2 separate regions of the Sus scrofa genome follow, and region 2 is linked to region 1. A link is a contact called in public HiChIP or PLAC-seq data. All regions are on one chromosome and are shown on one strand. Each heading gives the region's core, a stretch centred on a gene start, on an enhancer-like site or on the middle of the called end of the contact. The rest is flanking DNA. Distances are from core to core; before and after follow the strand shown. Region 1 holds the start of LOC110256380. Region 2 has its middle 110 kb from the start of IER5L.

Region 1 (7,803 bases), core at 2,075-4,574:
CCCACTCTGAGGTCATTCCGTAGGTGGTCAGAGGGGAGAGCGCGCCTGGAGCCTTCCTGCCTCCGTCCACTGGGGAGGGAAGAGAGGCGGGAGGGAGGGGAGAGGAAGAGGGGAGGGGCGCGAGGAGGGAGGGAGACGCCGCCAGCACACCACCAAGTGGCACCGAGCAGTGATAACAAACTCAACTTAAAAAAAAAAAAAAAAAAAGGAAAAGGAAAAAACTTCCCCAAGTTGCAGCCCGAGACGTGCGGACGTGCGGGCGGAGGCGCGGGGCGGGGAGTGTGGGTGGCCCAGAAGCCCCCCGGCTGCTCTGCTCAGCCGAGGAGAGCTCAGACTTGAGGCGGACCAGGCCTAGCGCCCCTGGCTGGGCAGGAAATGTGCTGGAGGCTGGCTCGGCTTCCTGCTGGAGACCTCGGGGGCGGCTGGTTCCCTTGGGGGCGGGGGGGGGGCAGGCCCCTCTGGGGAGAGAGGGCCCCGGGGAGCGCGCAGCATCAGCTTCATCCCCATCAACCGGCACCTCCCCCCCGCCCGCATCCCGCTCCCAGCCTCAGCCCTGCGGGCGTGGGCAGATCCTACCCTCCAAAGTCCTGGAGAGCTGGGGTTTGCAAGAGGGTAGGGGTCTCTCCCCACCTCCCTCCACTTCCGGGCCGACCTGAAGACAAGGCACCACCATCCTCCATAATCGACTTTTTATTAAGATTATAAATTTAAACAAATAATCTGAACAGTTTTACCCGGTGATATACAATTCAATATGCACAAAAATACGAATGAGGGAGAAGGGCCAAGAAAGGAAGGATTGGCAACTTGTTTTGGAGTCCACATGGTGCTGATGGCAGAGAACCAGAGGGGTTGCAGAAGAACCCCACCTTTCTACAACAAAAGGCTTTAAATTAAACAAAATCTATCCAGCTGACGACACAGGACTGGGTTCTCAACAGGCTCGAACAATGCTGGTTTCATGAAACGCAACCGAAGGCTGAACCAGGACAGAGCAACTTAGAAGCACACACACAAACACTACATCAGACCAGGAACTTAGTGAAAAGTCTCCAACACAGTCGGCGGTCCCAGCCCCTCCCTCCCTCGGGGCCGCCGGGGATCCAGGTGAAGAAATCGACTTCCTTTTTTGTTTAGTGAGGACCGCAGTGCTGGGCATGATGGGAAATGTAGTCGGCCGTGCCCGCCCCCCACCCCTTCCCCAAACAGTGTCCGATCGTGTCGGGGTGTCCGGCGCCACCCCCGAGTCTGGAAGGAGGGTGGAGGAGGGGAGGAGAACAGAACCAGAGGGGCGGAGAGAGGAGGGGTTCAAGACACCCGCCCCAGGAAGAAAAGAAAAAAAAAAAAAAAAAGTTGAAGTGTTTTCATTTCTGCCTTCTCATTTTGAGAACTTTGGAGGCCGCCCCCAGAGAGGAAATGTGACCCAAACGTCCCTTTCGGAGATAGAATTTGCCTTTGTTTTTGCTCAGGATTTCACAAGACTCATTCCTCACCCCTCGGAGGGACTCGGGAAAAACAGAGCGCCGGGCTTCCTGGGTCTGACAACTGATTGGAATCGGCGTCCCGGGCCCCGCGCCCTCCTGCGCTGCGCCCCCGGCGCGCCCTGGCGGTCCGGGCGCCCTGCCTCGCCCCCGACTGCCCGGCACCTCCTCCGGGCAGCAGCCCTTCCTCACGTGGCTGGCTCCTCGCTAAACACCACTGCAATCACTACAATAAAAAGAAGAAAAGAGTAGGAGAAACACAAAGCATACTTAAATAGGCGCTTTTTCTCTCTGCAAAAATAAAGTCCAAGATCTTAGATTTCTTTTTTTTTATTTTACAATTTATAAAACATCAGCCGTTTCCTTCTGCTTGCCCCCAGCTCAGCCCCGAGTGGCCGGGCGCCTGTTCGTTCCCTCCTCTCGCCCCTTGGCCGAGTCTTTGTCTGGCCCCAGCCCCGCGGGTCCCCGGGTCCCCGTGCCCTCGGGGGTCCCTAGAAGGCGACAATGGCTCGAGTCCAGGCGCCGAGGCTGGCGAGCGCCTGCTTGGCGCACAGCTGCCCGTTGAGCGGCGGCGGCTGCTCGGAGGAGTCCGGCTGTCGGCTCACCAGCCCCGAGAAGCCCGAGCCAAAGATGGAGATCAAGTTTGAGATGTTGGACGCGTCCGGGGACGAGTCCGGGCAGAAGTCCTCGAAGCGGGCGCGCTTGCAGGGGGCAAACGTGGCGCCCCCGGGGGGCTCGGCCCCCAGGTCGCCTGCATCGTCGTCGTCGTCCTCCTCCTCCTGGCCAGGGTAATACTTGCGCTTGCAGCCGGCAGCGGACGCCAGGCCAGGTCCCGGGGCGCCCTGGCCACAGCAGGGGCAGTGGGCGGAGGCGCAGCAGTCCTGGTGCAAGTAACCGTTCTCCACCGTGGTCACCACGTGAGTGTCCAGGTCCAGCACAGTGGTCTGGCTGCTGCAGTGCACGCCGAAGTCCGAGGGGGCCGGGTACGCGCCCCGGTAGAAGCCGGGGGAGGAGGCGGGGGCCGGGGAGGCGGGCGGGGAGGCGGCGGCAGCGGCCTGAGGGGCGGCCCCTGGGGGCGCGGAGGGCGCGGAGCAGGCTGCCGAGGCGCGAGGGTCCCGCGGGCAGAGCGCGGCGGGCGCGGGCGGCGGCAGCGGCGCAGGACCCGGCTGCAGCGGCTCCAAGGGCTGCCCGCGGTGGGGCGCGCCGTGCGGCGGCTGGAGCGCGGCGCACCCGGGCAGCTCCGAGAGCGCCCCCGCGCCGCCCGCGGGCGCCCCGGCCGCCGCCGCGCAGCCCCTGGGCGCCGGGTGCTGGTGCTGGTGCAGCTGCTGCTGGAGGTGCAGCTGGTGGAGCTGGTGGAGCTGGTGCAGCTGATGCCGGGCGGCCGGTTCGCGCGCCTCCGCGTCCCCGCCGCCGCCAAGTTGGAGCGGGCCGAAGTCGGCCGCGCTGGCCGGCATGCCCGGCGCCGCGTACGCGAGGTGCTGGTGCTGGTGGTGGGGCGGCTGCTGCTGTTGCTGCTGTTGCTGCTGCTGGCGCCGGTAGAGCTCGGCGTAGCGCTCGCTCAGGTAGAGCTGGCGCGCGTTGCGGAGCACGTAGGACACCAGGAGGTTCTTGTGCAGCTTGATGCCGCCGCGCTGGGTCCGGGAGCTGTGGATCTTGCGCAGGGAGATGCTGATCAGGCTCTGGGCGTCCAGGGCGCACTCCATGCTCCCGCGGAGACGGCGGCGGCAGAGCAGCCGCGGCCGCTGCTGCTGCTAATGCTGCTGCTGTTTCGGCCTCCAGCCGGCCTCCGGGACGCGCCGGGCACGGGAAACGGAGCCCGGGTCAGCGGGTCGGCTGCGCTCTGAGAGGAGCCGCCACCATGCGCTGCGCGCCACCCGCAGGTTCGTGCTCCCCAGACGGCGCCAAAGCAATGAGCCTCGGCCGGCCCCGGCCCCAGCTATTTAGCTGGGCGTCCGGGCCCCGCCCCACACCTGGTGAACCAATAACAGTGCCCAGAACCTCCCGAGTGACAGACGCTGCCCGCCCCGGGGCCACTCGGCTGGCCAATCAGACCAAGGCGGTTCCTTTGTGCTATTCAAATACCGAACGGACCCCGGGCCTCCAACGCCGTCGCTGCCTCGAATGTTCTCCTGGAGCCGCCGCGCAGCGCGGGACTCGGAGCCGCTGGGGCCGCTGTCTGCGACGTGGGTCGCCTCGCACCCGCCACGTTGGAACCCGCAGCCGCCCTCGGCCTAGTTCCTGGGAGCCGGGGGTCGGCTCACCTGCGTGCTGCGGCGACGACTCCTCCCCCTTCCGCACGGCTGGGCCTCACCTGCGGCAGGTGCGCACGGCTCCCACTCCCGGCCACGCGGCACCTCCTATCTCACCTGCTGCCCCTGAGTGACCCGTGGGACCCAAGGCCTTTGCAAGAGACTAGTGGGGCTGCCGGCTTGACCTTTGAGGACCCTCTGGGGGGAAAGAGATTTCAAGGTACCCAAAGCCGCGGAGAATGTTGGGCCTGATGCCTTGACTTTTTGACGGAGAAGCCCCAGGGAATACTTGGGGAACGGCCTCCCACCCCCTTTGTCTGATGGGAGAAGCCAAAACCTGGTAAATTTTGGTCTCCGCTGGTGGAGGAGTCTTGAGAGTCTTGGGCCTCAAACAGCTGAGGTCTAAACGAGTTCTGAGAGCCGGCATCCGCTGTCCTAATCACCAGTTCTGTAACCTTTCCTTTCCTCTCTAACCAATAAGAATGACAATAGGGACTATTATGTGCCTAGAATGGGCAGGCCCCTGCCACAAACGCCCTGAATCCTTTCTGGGGACTGCTTGCAGAGCAGGGACAGTCTCAGAGCAGTGGGGTTGACTCGTGGGAAATCACACAGCTCCTAAAGGGCGGAGCTCAGATTCGGGCCAGGACTGTGAACTCCAGACAGGAGGCTGATACCATGGGCTGAGAAACTCACCTGCTTATCTTTTGTTGACAATGTTTTGCCTTTTTTTTTTTTTTTTTGGCAGAGCTTGAGGCCTATGGAAGTTCCTGGGGCAGGGATCAAACCTGCACACCACAGCGACCTGAGCTGCTGTAGTGACAATGCCAGGTCCTTAACCCACTGCACCACAAGGGAACTCCACAAGGGATGGGAGGAGGTCCCAGGAGCAAACTTCTTGTTGTTTCGCCCTCTCCTTGGGTCTGCTCTTCTCAGCATGCTCATCCCTTGGTGGCTGTGAAGGGACCCAGCCAGCCCATCCTGCACTCTCTGGCTCTCCCTTCAGTCTTAAGAATTCCCCAGGTTTCTCCGTTTCCTCAGCTTTTCAGCATCTACTCAGTGCCAGGCATCCAGGGTAAAAACAGATTTAAGGAGCACTTACCCCATTTTTTAGACAAAACTTGGGGCACTGAGAGCTGAAGGGACTTGCCTAAGGTCCCACAGCTCCAATCCAGTGCTCTGGTCTTTCCAGGCCATCCATGACCAATCTCGAACCGGTCTGAGCTTCTGGGATCAGAAACACCTCTTCTGCTCCCCCCACCCCCCAACCCAGAGGAGCCAGGATTGACATTTTAGAGAAACTGTGAGAAAGGGTGTCTTACTTCCATTCTATTGGTGATCTGATGATAGGAATCTGCAAGAGTGGAGGTTGTTTATGTGATAATACCTGTAAGAATAAAAATATACTGCTCCTAGCTTCCCTAGGGCCTGTCTTTTAAAATTTTTGGCTGTCATGTTTTTAATTAATTTATTTTTAGCCACACCAGAAGCGTGTGGAAGTTTCCGGGCCAGGCATCAAACCCGTGCCACAGGAGCAATCAGAGCCACAGCAGTGACGACAATACCAGATCCTTAACCTGCTGCACCACCAGGGAACTCCCTGAGAATTTTTTTTTTTAATGTCTGCACCTAAGGCATATGGAAGTTCCCATGCTAGGGGTCAAATTGCGGAGCCGCAGCTGCCAGCCTACGCCACAGCCACACCAGATCCAAGCTGAATCTGCGACCCCTACCATCGCAGCTTGTGGCAACGTCTGATCCTTAACTTGCTGAGCAAGGCCAGGAATCGAATCTGCATCCTCATGGATACTAGTTGGATTCTTAACCCCTGCACCACAGTGGGAACTCTGAGAATGTATTATTCCTGCTGATTTTGGACCTTCATTCTGTCCTTGCTCCGAATTGATTGGGGGGGAGGGACTAAGACTTTGAGTCTATGTGTCTTGCTCAAGGTCACTCAGCCAAGAGCTGGTGAAGGCAGGATTTGAACCTAAGTCTGTTTCTGGGACTGGAGCTCACTTGAGGTTCTCTGCAATCAGCACTTTCCTCTCCCCGCCATGGTCAGCCCTGTCTGCATGGCCCCACTCGTTGGGTCCTTCTCTCAGGGGCCTGTGCTCACTTGGTCTCCTTTCTTAAGATCTGAAAGGTAGACTGGGGAGGGGTCGAGGCGGGGGGGCCGCGCTCAGCAGTTGTCTAGCTTAATAAAAACCCTTGATCTTTTTTGGGGTGGCCTGGGGTGGGGGGGAGTTGCAGCTGTTGTAAGAAAACACTTGCTAAAGGAGGCAATGGAACAGCTGAGCTGCGTGGTGCCCTGAGAGCAGTGAAGGTTGCAGGCACACACAGTAGGAATTCACAAACATTTCTAGAATGGGCGGTCACACACAAGGCTTCTGTTCGGATGTTCGGTGGCTCAGAGCAGGTACTATAGGCTGTTCAGGGCGTCGAATGCATACATGTGTGTAAGAGTAGGCGTGTGCACGCGTGTGCAGGGGGGCAGGTCTGAGTGAGACAAGGCTTCTTGGGTGAAGGGCTGGCCTCATGGGTCTGGGCACTTGAGAAAGGCTGGCGCGCTCACCTTTCCCCCAGGAGCTGGGAGATTACATCTGGCCCTGAGTCACTGCTCCCTGGAGGAAGTTAATTAATGCCTAAATATTTACTGAGTGTCTGCGGGGACAGTGTGGAGCAGGGCACAGAACCTATCAGGACCTGGGCTCCTGTCAATTTCTAGGTGGTGTCAGCCTCACCTTGGAGTCGTGAACACCTTGAAGAGGCTACGCACGCTGGTGGCACCTTTTGGTCACCCAGCTCAGTGGTGGGAGGTATGCTAGGAAGGTTCCTGGTCTGCAGTGGGACTTGCCTGGTCGGCTTCCAGGGACTGGTTTGGGGAAGAGGATGCCGAGGCTAAAAGCTTCTTTGAGGGTCTTGTGTTGAGGGCATGGAGGGGGAGAGAAATTTCAAACTTATGTATTCATTCCTTTGTTTATTCACCCCAGAGATATGTCCAGAACCCTGCTCTGGAATCGCTGCAAATGGATCGGGGACAAGATGTGATCCTGCCCTCAGGAGGCCACGATTCAGAGGGAAGCAGACAGATAAGCAGACAGGATGATACCGAGCTGTAAGTCTGCCATCAGAAGCGTGAGGAGTGGGGTAGGGGGGTGGGGGCGGGGTGGAGGAGTTGGGGGAGGGGCCCCCAAAGCTGCCAGGAGACCAAGGAGGGGGAGGGGCCTTTTAGCACTCCAGACCTGGTGGCTGTAGGCACTGAATAAATACTTGTGGAAGAAATCGCTCGATCCGTGTAAGTATGCAGAAGAACGTTAGAATTGGAAGCACCCAAGGAGTTGGGCCGCCCTCCCCTCCAGGTTCCAGAAGGGTAAACTGAGGCCCAGAGAGGCGGAGGGATGTGTTGAGGGTGTCAGCCCGGAGCTGGGGCTGGAACCCAGCTGTCCCACTTCCCAGTCCGGTTCTGGCTGCCCCAGCTCCATGTCTCTAGGGCTTGGAGTGGGGGTTGCTCTGTGGGGAGTGAGATTTGGGACTGCGGGCAGCGGCAGAGAAGGCATGGGGCATGGCTGGCTGCAGGTCACTGCTGAGTTCCCTCTGAGGTTGCAGGGCCAGTGATGCTTGGACTCGGGAGCCCTGTGTTGCACCCCAAGAGGGCTGTTCTGTGGCTGATGGGCACTGGGGCTCTTGGCGGGGATTCCAGAGCTGGGGAATCCCCTCTCCTTCCCTGAAGAACCAGCCTCCTGTCCCTTTCCCAGACACAGGTTAATGACCTGTCTGTGTTTGCCCAGCATGGTCCTGGGCAACGGGCTTGGTGCCCGGGAAGACATCACGGCCCTTAAGTGGAATGTGGAAGATTGACAGCGGCCTGGCTTTTTGGAGCTCGTGTTCTGTGCCAGGCACGAGGCCGAATGCTTCCCCGGGTGGTCTCCTTGAAGCCCCACACCAAACTTTGAGGCAGGCTTGGCCGTAATCTCCATTTATGGATGAAGCCACTGAGGGACAGAGAGCTTGGGTAGCTTGCCTGGGGTCACACAGCAGGGAAAGAGAAGTAACTCTGATCCCAGGGCCCT
Region 2 (7,803 bases), core at 3,759-6,258, 120 kb after region 1:
GTTGATATGGGGGCTCGGCAGTGTCAGGGGCCCAGCCTCCTGCTGGCTTGCTGCTCTGCCATCTTTACAGCTTCCACCTCGTGGCATGAAATGGCTGCTCTGGTTCCTGCCATTGCATCCTCATTCCAGCCAGCAGGAAAGAGAGATGAGAAAGAGGAGCCCTCTTCATTTTAAGGGCAGAAAAGGATGTTGCTTGTATCATTTCCATTCACATACCGCTGACCAGAACCTGGTCACATGGGCTCCCTTCATTGGCAGGGGAACCTCGGAAAGGTGGTCTTGGGGGGTTGGGTGGCCAGGGGTCCCACAGAAATTCTTATAATTACAAAAGAGAAGAACCTCTGCTGTGACTTCCTCAGCTGCAAGTGGAGGCTCTCAAGAATGTTTTAGAGGAACACGGAGCTCTCTGGGAGACTGGGGACATGGGGGTGGGTCTCAGGAATCATTTGCTTCCAGAGTCTGCTTATGACCTTCAACCTCATGCAGACTCCATGATTCAGGAGCTTGCTCTCCCCCAGTGCTGGATTCCCCCGGTGCTAGACAAACACAGGAAGAATTTAGGGAGAGGTCATGTACTTCTCTTTTGAAGCATTCATCACAGTTACATAATCATGTCACTTCTCCTTGCTCACAGAACCTCAGTCTTGTTTGGGGAACACTGAGGTCAGACCCAGGGGATCAATCAGTTCAAGCCATTCATGGCAATCTGGCTCCCCTTTTCCGGGGACTGGGGCAGGGGTGAGCGTTTGACTCAATTCTGGTCAATAAGCTAGAAAGATAAGTCTGCTGGGGGCTTCTGGAAAGATTCCCTCCCCCTACAAATAGAGAGAGCTGTTGGGATGCTGGAGTGTGAGGATGTGATGCCTGGAGCTCTGGCAGCCATCTTGTTACCATGAGGTGACAAATTTGAGATTAAAACAAGAGACAGAACAGGGATAGCAGAATAAAAGGGTGGAAGGCACTTGTTGCCATGTCACTTTATGTGGCAAAACGAATTTTGCAGATGTGATTAAGAATCTTAATCTTGGAGTTCCCGTCGTGGCGCAGCAGAAACGAATGCAACTAGGAGCCATGAGGTTGCGGGTTCGATCCCTCACCTTGCTCAGTGGGTTAAGGATCCTGCGTTGCCATGAGCTGTGCTGTAGGTCGCATATATGGCTCAGATCTGGCATTGCTGTGGCTGTGGTGTAGGCGGGCAGCTGTAGCTCCGATTAGACCCCTAGCCTGGGAACTTCCATATGACGCGGGTGTGGCCCTAAGGAGCAAAAAAAAAAAAAAAAAGAAGACGAAGACAGCACAGCACCTGTGTCTCCGGCCATTGTAAGTGGGCTAATGTGTGATGTTCTGAGCCCATGGGAAGAGCTCTGTGGGTGTCAGCTCTTGCCGTCGTTACTGAAGACTCTGTCTAATTGATTCTGATGCCCAGAGAAGGTGTTACGTGGGCGTGCAGTCATCACACCAGCAGCCCAGCACCCAATGAATTGGGGGTAAGAAGGCTCAGTGATCGTGGGTAGGATTTGAGGCATGGAACGACTGCTCCCAACCCTTTAGGCACTGAGGAGAAAGGATCTAACGACTGAAGGCTTTGTGATGAATGCACGGAATGAATGAATGAAGGAGTAAATGAATAAATGAGTGCATTGGAGACCTGGAGGACTCCCTTGCCTGACAGTGAAATTCTGTCTCTGCGCTGGGCAGAGCTGCTGCAGCCAGGCCTGGGGAGGGCAGGGAACCTCAGTGTGCTGATGGAAACCAGGTTCTCCCAGCCAGGGGAAGGGCTCAGAAAGTATGGCCAGTGCCCAGTGGCCCCTGTGTCACCTGCTGATGGCATGGACCAGACTTTGATGTGCTGTGGTGGGAGTGATCTCCCAGCTTCCTCCTTGGGGCGCTGGGGGCTCCCTCCCCAACCTGTGGTCCTTGCACCCCCCCACCCCCACCCCTGGAGAAGCTAACTGTTGTTTGGTACAATCCAGGCTCCATGGAAACCACCCAGACTCAGTTAATCCCCACTTCCTTTGCTTTCAGCAAATCGGGGTTTATGGGACTCTCTGGGAATCACAGTTAAGGTAAAAACACCGGTCAGCCTCAGGGCCTGCCAGGGGCATTAATCTCGGGGTGGCCATCGCCTGTCTCCGTTTTATGTAGTGAGTGACCATTGCTCAAGGCAGCCTCTTTTTTCCTCTTAGCAATTGTGAGGGTTTGGGCAGAATGCATCTGCACGAAGCAGGTGCTAAGTCACAACCGGCCCTGGACGTGCCTTTCCACGAGTGGCGGGGCTGCGGATGAGCACCGGTGCTGAAACCAGACAGACAGAACACCTTGGCTAAATTGTGTCCCTGAGCCTCAGTTTCCTAACCTGAGAAGTGGGGGTGGTGACAACAGCACATCTCAGAGGCCTGGCAGGACAAGGGGAGGTAGGCGCCCGGCCTGGCACTGGCACACAGCAGAGGCCCCTAAATGACAGCTGTGATGATGTCACCCAGGGCTGTGTTCACAAACCGACTGAAAATTTGCAAAGCCTGTGGTGGGCGGGGCGGCAGGGCCACTCCCCACCCCAGCTCTGGGCTGGGCCCCCCCAAGCAGCTACTGAGTGTGGCTGGGCTCTGGGGGGATCCGGGCAGTGTGGGAACAGATCAATTACACCACAGTGTGAGGTCTCCAAACATTCCATCGTGAGTGTTTATTGCTTTGATAATGGGGGGTGGGAGCCCCAAAGACCAAACAAACAGCACGATGAAAGAGATAGAGAGAGAGAGAGATGGATCGGGCTAGGGCTGTGACCTGTGCTGTAAGAAAAGACAGCCAGAGCTCTCTTTTTTTGTTTTGTTTTGGTTTTTGTTTTTTGCTTTTTAGGGCCGCACCTGTGGCTTATGGAAGTTCCTGGGCCAGGGGTTGAATTGGAGCTGCAGCTGCCGGCCTACACCACAGCTCATGGCAAGCCAGATTCTTAACCCACTGAGTGAGGCCAGGGATCAAACCTGTGTCCTCATGGATACTCGTCAGGTTTGTTACTGCTGAGCCATGACGGGAACTCCAAGGGAGCGCTCTTGATACAGGGCCCAAGAGATGATGCCCCAGGGGAAGGCAGGCCTCCTGTGTGAGGTCCCATGGAGGCCTGAGAAGAAGGAGCGATGGGTCAGACCTTGCCATCAATGAGACAGGGCTGGACCCCAGGGCGACAGGGCCTGCCTGCCATGTGCCAGCTGTGGGCCTGGGGGAGGAAGTTAACCTCCCTGAGCCTCAGTCTCCCCCTCTGTGAGATGGGCGTGAGGATGAAAGGCGTTAACAACCAATGGTGCCCGGGGCTGAGCCTGGCAGAGGGGGCTCTGTCTTCCTGTTTCCTGGATAAATTGGAGGGAAAGCCCCGCCCACCCACAGGCACGCCCCCAGTGTCTGCAGGCCCCCCAGCTTGTGGGAGCAGACTGGAGGTTCAAGTTGGGGTCTCCCCTTGTCTTTATCCTCTCCCCTGCCCCCTGCTTGTTGAAGGGGAGAGGATGCTTGGAAGAGTCTTGTTCCCACTGCACCTGCTCTGATGATGTGGCTGAGGCTCCTTGAAGGCGGGGTGGCGGTTTTGGACCCCTCCACCTGTGGCCTCCACTGACAGGTTGGGGAGAGCTCTTGGGGGCCTGAAGTGTCCAGAGACCCCTGCCTTGGGGGACAGAGGCTGACAGTGATGGGGCCTCTTCCCCACTGGGGCCCTGCCCTCCCCTCAGCACCATCAGCTGGACCCGGGCTGGTTTCTGCTCTCTGGGCAGACCCTCAACAGCAATCCTTCTGCCAGGACAGCCCTGGCACCACGGTGAGCAGGTGGCCAGCTTCTGTCCACACCAGTGGCACCCGTGGGGTGGGCTGGGAGGGACAGCCTTGAGAGAGGTAAGGATACAAAGAGCTCAGGACCCGCCCCCAGACAGGTGAGTGAGTCTGGGCCTCTGTCTCCCTATTTGTCCCAGAGGCTAGGGCAACCTCCCTGCCCCTGTGGTTCCCAAAGTCCCAAAAATGCAGCTCTGCAGCCCCCAGCTCAGGGGGTGGCAGGTGGGGCTGGAGTGGGGGGATGACAAGCGACAGGAGGACAGGATGCCAGGCTCACCTTTCTGAGAACTGACACCCAGGGGCGCTGTCCTTGGTCCCTGGCTGTGTTAAGGGACGTGACCCAGTTAGCTCTCATCTGTAAGGACGTGGGTACCTCTACCCAGAGCGAGGCCAGCAGCCTCCTGGAGCACCCCTGCAGCCTCCCTCCCCATCTGCCTCACTCAGTCTTCAACCAGGGAAAACAGAAGCAGCAGGAGATCTATGTGAAGGAATCTATTGCAAGGAATTGGTTATGCAATGGTGGAGCTGGCTAGACAAGCCCGAACTCTGAAGGGCAGGCTGGACCTCTGGGCCCTGGGCTGACGCCGCTGTGTGTGGGTGGAATAGCTTCCCCATCGAGGAGGCCTCTGCTTTGCACTTAGAGCCTTTCCAATGATGGAATCAGGCCCTCCCCGAAAATCTAGGCCAATGTCTCTCAAAAGTCAACCGATTATGGACTGCAATCACATCTATGGGGCGCCTGCAGAGTGACCCTGAGATTAGATTGGAGAACTGGGGACTGTAGCCTCTCCAGCATCGCAGCACCTCATCCCCTCTCTGTCAGTGGTTTCTTGCTCCTTCCAGCTTGAGCATCGCTCTCAGATGAGCTGCCCCCAGAGCTGGGCAGTGCTCCCTGCTCTCCTGCGATGACTTCAGCTGGAATCCTCAACCCCCAGCCCAGTTCCTCCTCCAGCCTTGCATCCTTTGTTGTGAAAAGCTCCCTTAACCAGCCTGGGCAAGCCCCCAGGGAGCCCAGCCTGGTGTGGAACCGCCAGCCTGCCCACTGCCCTCAGGAAGCTGCCCATCTCCTGGGGGACGTGTCAGAGCCCGGAACACCCATCTGCCCTGTGCCTCTGTTTTCCGGGCCTCCTCTGGGTCGGATTCCCTGGTGAGGCTGCAGCTCTGGGCTGCAGGAAACCAGCCTCGTGCTTGTTTTGTTTCGATTGCACAACCCTGGAGCAGGAGGCCAGAGCGGACATCTGCTGTTTTGGCCGCCCGGCACCCTCACCCTGTCTCTTTCTGGCGAAAGTCCTCCAGTTGCCTCATGGGGAACTCCCCCCTGTGTGTGCAATCCGGGGACTGGGCTGCCGGTCCAGATGCTCCGAGCTTCCGTGCCAAGGGATGGGTCAGCAGCCCGCCTTCCCTGAGCTTGGGTCCCTCAGTCCTCGTCCTGACGGCCAGCCCCAAGGGAGGTCGCTGAGTGTCCCCTGCTCTCCAGGAGGGCCTGGCTGCATCCTCGCTGGGGCCCGTCTGCATCCCCTGTGTTCCCTTACATTCTGAACCCCCCCCCCCCCCGGTCTGGAGATGGAGCCTTTTTCGGATCAAGGCAAACAGAGTCCACTTCTGTTGCTTATAAGCCCAGACACCCGACTGACTGGATCTGAAGGTCAGTCCCGGCTCTGTCCTCCCTCGCTGTGCGACCCTGCGCGGGATGGTCCCCCTCCGACCTCCGTTTCTCTACCTGCGCATCTCAGCTGGCCTCCAGGGCTGACGTCCCTGAGCCTGTGGCCACCTTGGCCATTGCAGCCGACGGGAATGGGTGCATCCACTGTCAAGAATCAATTGAGGCCTTCTCCGTCTTGACCCTGGGGTCTCTGGGGTGTGTTTAGTGGGAGAGGAGAGATGGTAGCTGCAGAAGCCTTGGCTCTACCTCCTCCTGCGCAGTGGGGCCGTAAGGACCAATGTACCCTGTATCCAGGCCTTGCTAAGTCCCAAGTACCGTCAACTTCGCAGTTAAGCTGCTGCCTTCATAGGTGATGGTCCGTTTCTTTTGAAACTGTTATGCGCAAATTTTTGAGAATCTGGTGAAAGCTTTGGATGTTCTTCTTAGACCACAAAATATCTCTCTATTCCTTTCTCTCGCTCTCTCTCTCTCTCTCTCTCTCTCTCTCACACACACACACACACACACACACACACACACTTTAATGTACAGTTTCGGGAGGGACTAGGAATAGGTTTCCAACGCCTGTCCTAACCTTCAGGCCAGCAGCCTCCGCACTTACAGGACAAATAGCCAGCTCTGGCACACAAGGCAGGGGCTGGGCCCTACACAGGGTGCTCTGTGAGCAACAGCTCCTCCACCTAAAGAGAATGGCCTCTGTGGTAAGGACCGCTATGCTTTGCCAGACTCTCTGGTTCATGATTTTCCTCTTGGGCACACAGCTGGACTACATTTCCCAGCCTCCCTTGCAGTGGGGGCGTGGCCACATGCCAGAGCGCTGGTTAATGGAAAGTGAGCCGAGGGCTGGCCTCTCCCCCACCCCTTTTACGAGCATGAAATTCCTTCTATGTCATCTTCCCCACTCTCTCGTCACCCTTCCTCAAGACTGTCACAGGGGAGGAAAAGGCCTTCGAAGATGACGAACTACAAGATGAGGGAAGCTGGGCCCCTGAGTTACTGCGTGGAGCAGGACTCCCACCCGCCCCTCCTCCAGCCCTCAGTAGTGACGTGAATAAGAAAGCAAGCTTTTTGGGGGGTTGGGGGTTGGTTGTATCCGTGAGCCCATCCTGACTAATACAGCATTGTTTACTACCTCCATCCGGGGGAGCTGCTCTGACTCCATCTTAGGTCTCCTTTAAAGGAGGGAGCACCTCCACTGCCTTCAGCCTGGCATCCCTGAGGCTGGAGAGTGTGTGCTGCGAGCCCTGTGCTTGGTCCCCACCGGAGCACCAGGCATCTTCTCTGGGGTCCAGATTTACCGCCCATCTTGGCCTTGCCCCCCCCCCCCCCCCGCCGCCCTTGGGCCCCTCTACCTGGCGTTCCCTCATTTCACGATGTCTATAGCCTGTGGTTTCCCTCTTCCAGCCTCTGGCCTCCCATTCCTTTGGCCGGGGTCTGGGGTCCAGAGACCAGTGTGCAGTGCCCACTGTATCTAGTTTTTGGGGTCCCCCAAAGCTCCTTGAGAGCAGAGCCTGGGGATGGTTCACTGCAGAACTTCCTTGGGACTGTGAGAAGATGAGCATGTAGGGGGGCTCCTGAAATGCTGTGGTCTTGCCATTTCACCCTGAGAGGGTCGGGCTGGAATCCCATTTTCCTGGAGCACCTGGTTCCAGAGGGAGAAGCTGGCCCTGGCCTGGGGCTCATTCCCTAAGTGGGCTGTAGCCAGGCTCCAGGAAGCTGGAGGTCAGGAGTCTGGGCCTGGGCCACCTCGCTCTGGTCCCATTTCCTAAGTGCAAGGTGCACCCCGATCCCTGCCCCCACCCATCCCCACCTGCCCTCACCCAGCCCTACCTGCTGGGAGATGGACACAGGTCCAAGGTCATGATCCTTCCACTGGGGGCCGCCCTCCCCAGCACTGTGCCTCCAAGGGAGGCCCGGCCCCCACCTCTTTAATACTATAATTGGTCTCCAAACTACCTTTAGCCTGCACTTGTCTTCATATGAATAATGTTATAGCAACATTAACTCGACTCGCAGTACATGTGCGCCAGGCCCCAGGCTGGGCCTTTTATACCCTAGATCTTGCTGGTCCATCAGACGACGAAGAGAGGAATGGTGCCCCATCCCCATGTCACAGACGAAGTCAAAGTTGAAGTTCACGAGCCCCCTTCCCAGCAGCCCCTGGGAGCAGCTGCAAAGGCAGTGACCACCTGGCCGCCCAGGACTGATTCTCCCACTGCAGCAGTGAAGGGAGAGGAAGCTGCTGGGAAGAGAAGAGGAAGTGGAGTCCCTTCCCAAGGGGGCTCTGGGCAGCTCCCAAGCTCGTCCTCCTTGGCTCCGCTGGGAGAGTG

Evidence for each region. HiChIP or PLAC-seq counts read pairs in DNA pulled down with a chosen protein or histone mark.
Region 2: a contact with region 1 is called in an H3K27ac HiChIP or PLAC-seq map of skeletal muscle. The contact joins the enhancer-like site here to the promoter of LOC110256380 in region 1. A contact is called at or near these places in 4 of 5 promoter capture datasets (fetal liver, fetal skeletal muscle and liver), 11 of 47 Hi-C or Micro-C datasets (embryonic fibroblasts, fetal heart ventricle, fetal skeletal muscle and 5 more) and 2 of 2 datasets of contacts at active chromatin or transcription factors (alveolar macrophages and skeletal muscle).

What each region holds. Positions count from the first base shown.
Region 1 is chr1:269,452,127-269,459,929 of Sscrofa11.1, forward strand. It overlaps LOC110256380, which reads left to right and starts at 3,325. Exons shown (of 3, transcript XM_021070004.1): 1 at 3,325-3,801; 2 at 6,724-6,848. The coding sequence starts at 3,340. IER5L (immediate early response gene 5-like protein) reads right to left here and starts at 3,398. Exons shown (of 1, transcript XM_005674588.3): 1 at 1,794-3,398. The coding sequence starts at 3,184. The coding sequence ends at 1,973. LOC106509274 (a long non-coding RNA gene) reads right to left here and starts at 79. Exons shown (of 3, transcript XR_001306654.2): 1 at 1-79.
Region 2 is chr1:269,566,108-269,573,910 of Sscrofa11.1, forward strand. No RefSeq gene overlaps it. Among named protein-coding and RNA genes, the nearest start is that of IER5L, 110 kb to the left of the region's middle. Within about 2 kb of position 5,009, at least 29 of the 83 cell types and tissues checked have an H3K27ac peak or open chromatin away from gene starts, as enhancers often do. A contact at or near this core is called in alveolar macrophages, fetal liver, omental adipose tissue and 1 more, where this site is marked.